Regions from separate parts of the Mus musculus genome. Here all the other regions are linked to region 3. Evidence: chromatin contacts called from public HiChIP or PLAC-seq data. All regions are on one chromosome and are shown on one strand. The core of a region is the stretch at or near the end of the contact, and the rest is flanking DNA. Distances in the headings are between cores, read along the strand shown.

Region 1 (3,362 bases), core at 766-3,265, 620 kb after region 3:
GCAGTTGTCAAGATGTCCTTTGTTCCATGCCCTGATCTGTATGGGTACTGCACCATGCAGATGTCAATACCTGTGGCCACATGGGAAAGAACACACTATGTATGATGTGGGAAACACAGAAACCTAAAATACAGGGTTCTTCCTGAAAACAATGACCAAAGAGAGATCATGTGACCCAGCAATTTCCCCTCCTCCGTATGTGCCGTGAGTACTGAGAACATGTTCAGCAAGGCCTAGTGTCATATATTTGTAACTCCACTGCTCAGGAGGCTGAGGCAGGAGGATCATGAATTAGAGGCTAGCCTAGAGTATATGGCAAGATTCTGACTCAAAATAACAGTGTGGGGTGGGTGCGAGGAGGCTGGAGAGATGGTTCAGCACTTTAAAGCTCTTATAGAGAACCCAGGTTCAATTTCCAGCGTCTACATGCGGGCTTACAACTATATGGAGCTCAAGCATGATCATGGTACACATACACACATGCAGGCAAAAACCTCATACACATAGAATAAAAAAAAATAAAGAAGAAAATAGATGTTCATATAAAGTATATAAAATACCCACCGTAGCCTTTTCAAGTATCCAGAGATGAAATGCAGTGTGTGTACACGTGTGCATGTACGTGCACACATGGACATGTGCATGATGGAAAACTATTCAGCAGTAAGAATTAAGGAGTTACTGATACATGGATGAGTTTTGAAAGCATGACATTAAATGAAAGAAAAACCAGACACCAAAAAAATCACATACAATATGATCCGACTTATGTGACATGTCCAGAATAGTCAAGTTCAGACACAGATTGGGACAAATTGGACTTGACAGGGATGGAAGGGTCATGTTGCTAGGGACTGCTTGTGAATATAGGGGGATGAAGGCTTCAGTTAGTGGTCATGGCTGTTTAAGTATAGCAAAGGCCCTACACTGTAGGGCCTTTTTTTTTTTTTTTGGCTTTTCGAGACAGGGTTTCTCTGTATATCCCTGGCTGTCCTGGAACTCACTCTGTAGACCAGGCTGGCCTCGAACTCAGAAATCCACCTGCCTCTGCCTCCCAAGTGCTGGGATTAAAGGTGTGTGCCACCATGCCCAGCTCCTACAGTGTATTCTTAAAAGGGTGAATTTTATGATATATGAATAGAAGCACAACACTTTATTTTTAGACAGTGTCTGTCTATGTGGCCCTGCCTGTCTTAGAACTCATTTTCTAGACCAGGCTGGCCTTGAACTCACAGAGAGCTGCTTGCCTCTGTCTCCTGAGTGCTGGGGTTAAAGTTGTCTACCACCATGCCGGGATAGCATTCTCCTTTTCAAAGCTATTTTAATTTTGTGTATGTTGTCTGTGTGCTGGTATGCCCACATGTGTGGGTGCCTGAGGAGGCTAGAAGAGAGTGTTGGGTCTCCTGGTGCTGGAGTTACAAAAAGCCGTCTCAATAGGTGAGCCATCACATCTCTCCGGGCTCAACCATCCTTCTCTGTCGTTCATGCTTCGAGACTGGGATATAGCTCAGTGACAACAGGAGCTTACCTGGGATGCTCAGGACCCTGGATTCAACTCCCCTGCAAGTACTGCACTAAAGTAAAAAAAAAAAAAAAAATCACCTATTCAAAGCAGGGTGTGGAGTACCTAAGACAGGCCAGCCCGGAATTGGTCCTGGAAAGCAACAACTGGATCGCCCCAAGGGCAGTTTAATGATGGTACCAAGTGCAGAGTGTAGGGAGGGTCTAGGGAAAATTTGTCTCAAGTCATAATGAAGCAGTTCAGGGTCGGTGGAGGGGCAGCCAATACTATCCTGATCTGAAAAGGGGTGTAGGGGCAAGGTGTGAGCGATCTCCAGGAAGAACTGTGGAGGAGGGCTTCCAAAGGGGGCTTCCACATTGAGCAAGCTCCCTACTGCATCCTGTCCTCCGCTCAGCCTCTCCTCTGTGTGGACACCCATCAGGGCACCCACCTGTCAGCCAGTGGGACAGGGGCTTAGGCAATGGGGGCCTTCAGTGCACAGTGCGCATGCGTGAGTCTGACATCTACAGAGGCAGTTGGCATTGGCCCCATTCAAGCACTCCCCGAGGTCTACAGTGGAGAAGAGAAGGCTGCCAAGCCCCTGTGAAGAAGAAAGAGACTGTGTATCGTCCCAGCCCCTCGTGACTTCACACTGGGTGTGAAGACAGAATAGGATCCTGAAAGAGGCCGACTTTAACGAAAGGAATGAGTGTGTGCACTTTTGGACATGGCGTCTAGATGTCCTTCCAATTAAGCGGTGCACAGTAAGTTGGGGTGAGTCCTGGTGATGAAGGTGCCCTTCATGACCATGGGGAAGCTTGGAAATGGATACTAAGCACCCCTGGGGGTGTATTAATGCAAGTACAGAAGGACAACTCCACGCTGAGGGACACCCCTCTGGGGCTCAAAGCCTAGGGTTGAGCCGGAGAGTCTGATAATGGGCAGACACCCAAGGCCTGCTCTTGGAAGCCAGGATGTGTGTGGACTGCGCCCTCCCCGGAGGTTACCCCGAGTGCTGGCGCAGCTCTCTGGCTCAACCGCCCGAGCACTCACGGGGCTCCTTCCAGCCTTTATTGGGACATCTGCCACCTCCCAGGTCCTCCTCTTCCAAAGCCAAGAAGGGTCAGAGGAAGGGAGTGTCCCTGTATACCAACGTAGCAGAGCAGCTTCTGAAAGCTGAGGGGGGCCCCCAGGGAGAAAACATGGCCGTGCCAATTTTGAAAGGTCCCCAAACGACTTCTAAAAGCACCAAGGCCCATGAGTAAGACTGCGGTGCTGGATGGAACGCGGGGGCAGGAATGCTGCCCAGATCCCTGGCAGGAGCTGCGGGAAGAAAGCAGGCCAGGGCGCTGCCTCTGCAGCAGACGCATTGTCCCCCCTGTTCTGTGGGCTCTTGGGTATCTCTGTCCAGGCAAAGCCCGAGCCCACCCGTGGGCAGCTTCTAGCCTGCAAGGCTCAGCACCCTGCAGGATTCTCTTCCACACAGGTCCCTCACCTCTGGCTCCACGCCCAGCCAGTTGCCCACAGACTGGAAAACAAAGGAACACTGCCTTCCCTGGAGACCTGTGCTTAAGGGATGGAAGGGATGGGCCTTGGGCAGGCTGGGCGGATACTCTGTTGATTTTTTTTTTTTTTTTCCGAGTGCAGAGACTATGACAGCCAATTCCTGTTGGAAGTAGCTTTGTTTTCTTTGGATGGTGGAACACTTTTCCTTTCTCGTGACTGTGGCAGTTTTGGGTCATGTTTAGGATGGTGACTAGTTAGCCTAATTATGTGCCTTCCACAACCACGTTCTTAACCTTTTGGGGCACAGATGTTATTACAACCTTGATTGAGAAGAGGGGTCACCTCTTCTCTCTCC
Region 2 (3,505 bases), core at 489-2,988, 850 kb after region 3:
TACGAACTGACTCCATGATGGAAGTACCACTGTGGCCATAAAACTCAGCACACAGACAGCACCACCTGCCAACATGAAAACAGAGACGGGGGGGGGGGGGGGGGGGCAGGTGAGATGGCTCAGCGGGTAAGAGCACTGACTGTTCTTCCGAAGGTCCTGAGTTCAAATTCTAGCAACCACATGGTGGCTCACAACCACCCATAATGGAATCTGGCGCCCTCTTCTGGTGTGTCTGAAGACAGCTACAGTGTACTTATAATAATAAATAAATAAAATCTTAAAGAAAGAAAGAGAGAAAGAAAGAAAACAGAGACATAATCCACCAAAGTCCCCAGTTCTGGGAAAGTCTCTAGATGCATTCATCTCGCCTTTTGGCTTCTGTAGTTCTGTTGCTGTTTCTGCTAACTGGAGCATGTCGACCCAGGACGCGAATTTTGCGCTTAAAACCTCGCCCCGAGAAAGGCTTGATACTACACAGGGATCCTGAACACCCAGTGTAGTCACAGGGTGGCTAATAAAGACTTTCTCTTGGTAGATACCCCACAGCAAAGACACCGGACACACAGGTGGTACACAGATACACTTCAAGAGAAACATCTATGTAATAAAATACAAATGAAAATGTAATATTTCAGTTAACAAAAACCCAACAAAAATCCAGGTAATCAGAACAATTAACTCGGTGGTGGATGCCAGCCTAGGTTACATAAAATCTTGCCCCACCTGTCTCCTCTCTCACCCCTAACCCTCCACCCCAATGGTATAAACTGGTAATCCTAACTACTCAGAAGCTAAGGCAATGGAATTAAAAGTTCTTGGCCAGTTGGAGCATTTAAAATAAGACCCTGTTCCAAATAAAAACCAGAAAGGAAGCAAAATGGCTGGGAACATAGGTCAGTTGGGACGCCCTGGACTAGTCACGTTCAACTGTCAATCTTGCAAAACCCAGAAAGTTTCTGTTGTCCAGGCTACGGTGAGGTATGTCTACAATGCCAGGAATCAGGTGGCCAAGGACAGCGCTGGGTTCCAGGTCAGCCAGGGTTACTTACATAGATTCCCTGTTTGTTAATTCATAATGTTCAGTTTACTCCGTAGGGGAGGGGAGCGGGGGGGGGGGGATGGGAGTTGGTTCCCCATGGGGAAGACACGTAGGGACTCCGGAAGTTTTGAAAGGGTGTCAGGTTGTCGTGTGTCATGTCCCATGCTCCACTCCCGTCCCTCTTTCCAGTTTTGCTTCTTGGAACAACAGATGCCTTACAAAGGCCAGGGCATTTATACTTCTAGAACTGAGAACAAGGCCTTACAGAGTTGGCACAAGCTAACGACATTACATGGGATGCTCAAGTTTGATCAGTATACATCTGTGGTACCAAAACATCCTTTGCAAATTTGGGGACATGCTTAGAGTTACACGGTTTATCTGACACTCAAGTTTGGAGGGGGGGAGCGTACTGTTTTTTATCCAGCAACTCCTTCAAGACTTGACTTAACTGATCGGATGGTCTTCTCCCACCTGTACCATGGCGGGAAAACAACTGTACTTGCTTCCAAAGGCATACATAAAGACCCCGGGGCCCGGTGAGCCCTTATTTTATACGTTTGCTCGGGCACAGCCCGGGTGATCCTTGCAATCCCGGCCCTGAGCGGGTCAAACGCTCGCCGCCCGGGTCCTAGGTGGTCCGCACCTGCGCGCCCCGGCCAGCCTCTTCCGGGTCAGGTGACCGCGCACGCCCACGTGACCCGGCCCGAGTGCGGGCGCTGGAAGGCGGAAGTGGAGCGGAGTTAGGCGCCGCTGGTGTGGCCGCGGCAGGTAGGTGGCGCGGGGGCACTGGGGGGCTCGGCAGCGAGCGGGCGGCGCGGGGCAGCCAGGGGGCGGCGGGCGGCGCGAGGGGCCGGGGGCGGCGCGGGGCGGGCGCCGGGGGGCGGCGGCTTCCTGTGGGAGGGGCCTGGCGCGCGGTTCCGGCCTCCGAGGAGGGATGTCCCGGCTCGCGCCCGGGCGGGGTGGGCGCGGGGCCCGGCGGGAGTCGCCCGCTGGTGGCGCTTCCGGAAGGAGACCCCCAGCCCCGGGTGCCTGCGGTGCGGAGGAGCCGTGTCTGTCTGGGAAGGGGGCCCGACCTCAGCCGGGGAAGACTCATTTGCTCCCTGGAAGGGGCTGCCTGGGAGTGGGCGTCTGGCTTGTAGGGACAGGGAGAAAAAAATCTGGACGATGCGGCCTGGACCCCATTCCAAGAGTCTTTTTTCCTTCCGTCCTCTTTAAAAAGGATGGCGATCCGGGACTTTGATACCGGTTCTGTTCAGTTCTTTAAACTTCAGGAGGGATCCCTGAGTCTTGATCGTCTGACTCTGGTCACACCCACTTTGCCCTGTTTGGGTAGGGTTTCCACTTGTTGGGAACCTTGCCCATCAGATCGTCTTTCTTTGAGATGCTCCCGGATCGGGTCATCTTGGAGGCCACCAAAAAAAAAAAAAAAAAAAAAAAAAAAAAGACGTGTAGGTGCTTTGCTGTGATCATAACAAGACTTTTAACCTACACTGTTGTTGGCGACCTGGGCCGGCGTTACCTCAGCAACGCATTGACTGCTGAAGTCATGGACAGTTGAAAGTCTGCCCATACCGATTTGAGACCTCTCAAGCTTAAATTATGCAGCTTCCTTTACCATGTGACTGCTTATCTTGACCAGCTGTGACTAGGTGGGGTGACTGAGAAGTTTCTCTTGTGTTCCTTAGAACTGTGACCTAGATCGTAGTTTTTGAGGTTAAAAATACCCATCTTAAGATTCTTCATCCTCTAGGCCTAGGCCTGAAGATGGCTCCAAGTTCCAAGCCAGCCTAAATAAACAAACAGGCCACCCTCTTTTCCCTTCACTTTTGCTAAGGTTTGCAGAAGTGAAGCAAAGTTTATGAATGCAACGAAGGTCAGGGTTCAAATGGGACATTGACAGGAGCCAGAATCACAGGTCGCTAGGGGGGAAAAAGCACTTTGCATTAATATATTAGGAGTTGAAGACTTGGGGGGTATATTATAAGCATTTAAAAGTTAATTTTTGTAGCAGTCTCGAGAAGTCATTCACACTTTATAGATAACAAGCTAAGAGAATTGACTTAAAATAAAAGATGTATTTTTATTTGTGTGTATGTTCCTGTGTGTATGTGCCCACCAAGGACAGACAGAGCATTGGGTCCTTTGGAGCTAGAGATACAGGTGGTTGTGAGCCTCTGGATTTGCATGCTGGGAACTGACCTTTGGTCCCGTGGAAGAGCAGTGAGTGCTTTCGCCTGCATCTCTTTAGTCTCAGCCTGCCTGACATCCTCATTTTGTTTTTCTTCCTTGTTTACTGTCTTCCTGCTAGGACTGTAAATCATTCAAGGGCAGTGATCTTATTTTACCTGACTTCTTTGGCTACTAGCCCCAGGCCTGGTATGTTAGGAGTACTTGGTCAGTGTTTGAGAAGTAAATGAGTTTTTAAAGGTCACACTGCTCGGTGTATGTGGAGAACAAGGGGTT
Region 3 (3,643 bases), core at 115-2,614:
TGCCTACTACTGGCCATGGATAATCTTACCACCTCTCAGTTTCCCTAAGAGGAAAGAGGAACCGCTGCTTCCCATGCAGACTTCCCTAATACGAGTAGAACAGTTTGCAACCCGGTGCCTGCCTTGGCCTCTCAAGTGCCTGGCTTGCAATTTTTAATCATCATGCATTATTCAGAACATTTATATTTTGTTCTGTAACTGTAACTATTCCTCCAGTGCTTAGTCTGGAGATTGAGCTGAAAATTGAAAATCAATGGACAGGACCCATAAATTTCACTCAGTTGAGAACTAACTCCAAGGCTCCTATGGGAAGAAATGGCAACCAGAATACTATATAGCCTCCAATGCCAAGAAGTCCAAAATTATCTGCTTGGCAGTGCCACCCATAATCCTAGCTACTGGGAAGACTGAAGCAGGAGGATCACCAATTGGGCTATGGAGCAAGGTCAAAGCCGTATTGAAAATTTAATGAGACTCTATTTCAAAATAATAAGAGAACAAAGCTGCCAGGTTGGTGGTGGTGTATGCTTTTAATCCCAGCACTTGGGCGGCTGAGATGGGTGGACCTCTGAGTTCAAGGCCAGCCTGGTCTACAGAGCAAGTTCCAGCACAGCCAGGGCTACACAGAGAGACCCTGTCTCAACTCCCCTGCCCCCCACCCCCAACCAAAAAAAAAAAAAAAAGGCTGGGAGCTCCAGGGGTGATGCTCAGCTGGCAGAGCTCTTCTGAAGCAAGGACAAAGTCTTGCGGTCCATCCCATAGACAGAATATCCAGGGTACTTGTGGTAGCTCCCCAGAATTAGGGAGTTGGGAATAAAAGAATGAGAAGTTCAGGATCATCCCCCGAGTGCCAGATCAGCCTGGAGTATGAGACCTTAACATGGAAACATGATGGTTCTTTGGAAAGTTGGTTGGATAGTTTTGCTGGGGCAAACATTCGAGTTTGAAGGAACATTTCATTAAAGTGGACCCAGGTGTGAAAGGCTAAGGCGGACTGAAGCAGACACAGGAGAGAGGATGTTCTGCTAAAGCAAGCATGTGAAAGGGCACGTGATGAAGGACTTTTCTTTTTTTTTTTTTTTTTTTTTTTTTTGCTAACATGTATTGGTCTGCCTCCCATTGCATGCTTTGAGCTGCATTTGTTGGGACACCAGAGAGAAATGCACCAAAAAGCTTCTGAGGGTGTGCTGCAGTTTGTTGCTGCTTCCAAGGACTTGGGCTGATTGGATGCGCATGCTGAGGCAAGACCCGTCTGAGGCAAGATATGTGGAGGACACGTGATGTTTGAAGGAGTCAAGGGATAGTAACAGAGGCTGCGCTTGGCTTGCTTATAGAGCTAGCTGTGCAACGCTTATGGGTGTGGCGGCTTTGCTGATGTTCGTTTCCCTGAGAGAGGCATAGCTGAGAACTTCTCCTGGCATTCCTCCTAATCCCTCCGGCTGACTGGAGCCCAGGCTGAAGCCTGGCTGGCTCTGCTAGGTCTTGTCACCACTGTTACTAATCCAACTCTACTGAACTGGACTGCTGGTGTATCCATGAAATGCTTGTGAGTGAGTAGAGCTTCGGCTGCCTGGTAACCTGTGACCTGAACTGATTTCCAGAGAACCTTCCTAAACAGGTCTACTCTCCCCTGACCCCTGTATCCTTTCTTTTTCATTACCTCTGGTGGCTGGTGAGCTAAAAGGGAGGTTAAAGCATCATTAAAAATAGGATTTAAAGAATTAAAGTTACAAGACCTTATCTCAAAAAAAAAAAAAAAAAAAACAAACCAACAACAACAACAACAACAACAACAACAAAAAACTAAAGCAAAACCAGAAAGAGCAGGCATGGCCTGTTGTGGTGGCACATGCCAGTAGGATCTGCTGAAAGAGCAGGCATGGTGACACACACTGTTAATCCTAGCACTCTGGAGGCAGAAACAGGAGATCTCTGTGAGCCAGCCTGGTCTACATAGAGAGGCTTTCTCAAAAACAAACAATCTAACTAATAAATAAGTAGATTAATCAACTCAATTAAATGGGCTCAAACTTTCTAGGGTTAGAAGAAAACTGGGAACTTCTTCTAGGCTTGTTTGTTATCTTAGAGGGGAAACAGAGTTACTGAAGGAAAACCATTTTGCTTTCAGATCACACCAGCCAGTTCCCTACAATATGTTCTGGCTAGCTCCTGGGAATTGAAAAAAAAAAAAAAAGTGAGACACAAAGTTTCTTTCCTCCCTTGACGTTTTTTGAGGGAGGGTTTCATTGTGTAGTTCATGCTGGCTTGGAACTCCCTATGTTGGCCAGGCTGGTCTCCAATTTATAATCCTCCTGCCCCAGCCTCCTTAGGGCTGGAATTACAAGTGTGCATTATCATGCTGGCTTCAAAGTTCCTTATAGTAAGGAAAATTTACACACACACACATCCATGTACCCTGTGCGTGTGCGCATGTACACACACACCCACACACCACACATCACTTCTAGATATAGAATAATATATAGTCTAAGAAAACAATGTTTTAATTTAAAAAATAAAAGCAATTTGGGCACGTTAGCAAACATCTGTAATCCTACTATTTAGGAGATCGAGGCAGGAAAATCAGAAGTTCAGGGCTAGCCTCATCTACATGGTGAGTTTTAGACCAGCCTAGGCTACCTGGAATTCTAAATCAAACAAAGCAAAAGCAGAGTTGTTTGTCTCTAGACACTCCCCCAACACACACACACACACACACACACACACACACACACACACACACACACACACACACACAGTGAATTTCCAGCCCTTCCCTTGGTATCTGTGATTCTATCTAGCCAGGGTGAAACTGACTGTCAAGGAGCTATTTTCATTGGCTGGCAAACTTCAAGAGGGCTTGCCCTTTGGGAGGGGCTTTCTCTCTCCCCTAGGCTGGGTCTGATATTGGCCTGATTCCTCCACACACACACACCCCACTCTGAGAAGGGAGGCAGTCTCTCTCTCTCTCTCTCTTTTTTTTTTTTTTGTTTGTTTGTTTGTTTGCATGGAGGTGACACAGGTTGCTGCAGAGCTTTTGGCCTTAACAGCCGTTCTCAGTCCTGATCAGTCATCACTAAGACCAAAGTTATTTGTACAATGGGAGAGACCTACCACCCCTTATCAGGAGGTCTGACTGACTAACTCTCTAGGCTGGAGAGGGCCTGCTCTCTGTGGACTTGGCTCAGGAAAAGCCCTGGCCACTGAGTAATGTGCACTGTGGAAATGATAATAGTTAATGTTTACTTAACATTTCCTGTCTGCTGTGTTTACTTAGCTTACCGCACCTGGGGTGTTTTGTTTGTTTTCTGTTTTTTGTTTGTTTGTTTGTTTTTCTCTTTGAGACAGGGTCTCTCTCTCTACAGAGATTGGCTACCTTAGAATTCACTATTTAGTTGAGGTTGGCCTCAGACTTCCAGAAATCCACCCAGGCTCTTTCTCTGCCTCTTGAGGGCTGGGATTAAAGGCAAATGCCACCTCACCTGATCCTTAGAGCTACTCAACCACATAGCTGCTTAATTATTTTTCTTGGAAGGATGAAAGAACTGAGAGAGTCCAGAGAGAGGCCTATTTGTTTTGTTTTGTTTTGTTTTTTCAGTGCTAGGTTTGAACCCATGACCTTAGCCTTCGAGGAAAGCATGAT

Evidence for each region. HiChIP or PLAC-seq counts read pairs in DNA pulled down with a chosen protein or histone mark.
Region 1: a contact with region 3 is called in a FOXA1 HiChIP or PLAC-seq map of pancreatic cancer cells. The contact joins the promoter of 4930517G24Rik here to the promoter of 1110028F18Rik in region 3. A contact is called at or near these places in 1 of 484 Hi-C or Micro-C datasets (the G1E-ER4 cell line) and 1 of 115 datasets of contacts at active chromatin or transcription factors (pancreatic cancer cells).
Region 2: a contact with region 3 is called in an H3K27ac HiChIP or PLAC-seq map of embryonic stem cells, with 5 read pairs. The contact joins the promoter of Wwp2 here to the promoter of 1110028F18Rik in region 3. A contact is called at or near these places in 1 of 39 promoter capture datasets (liver) and 1 of 115 datasets of contacts at active chromatin or transcription factors (embryonic stem cells).

What each region holds. Positions count from the first base shown.
Region 1 is chr8:107,203,315-107,206,676 of GRCm38.p6, forward strand. 4930517G24Rik (RIKEN cDNA 4930517G24 gene) reads left to right here and starts at 2,016. Exons shown (of 3, transcript NR_166499.1): 1 at 2,016-2,275.
Region 2 is chr8:107,434,632-107,438,136 of GRCm38.p6, forward strand. It overlaps Wwp2 (WW domain containing E3 ubiquitin protein ligase 2), which reads left to right and starts at 1,739. Exons shown (of 24, transcript NM_025830.4): 1 at 1,739-1,810.
Region 3 is chr8:106,585,779-106,589,421 of GRCm38.p6, forward strand. 1110028F18Rik (RIKEN cDNA 1110028F18 gene) reads left to right here and starts at 1,365. Exons shown (of 3, transcript NR_045470.1): 1 at 1,365-1,639.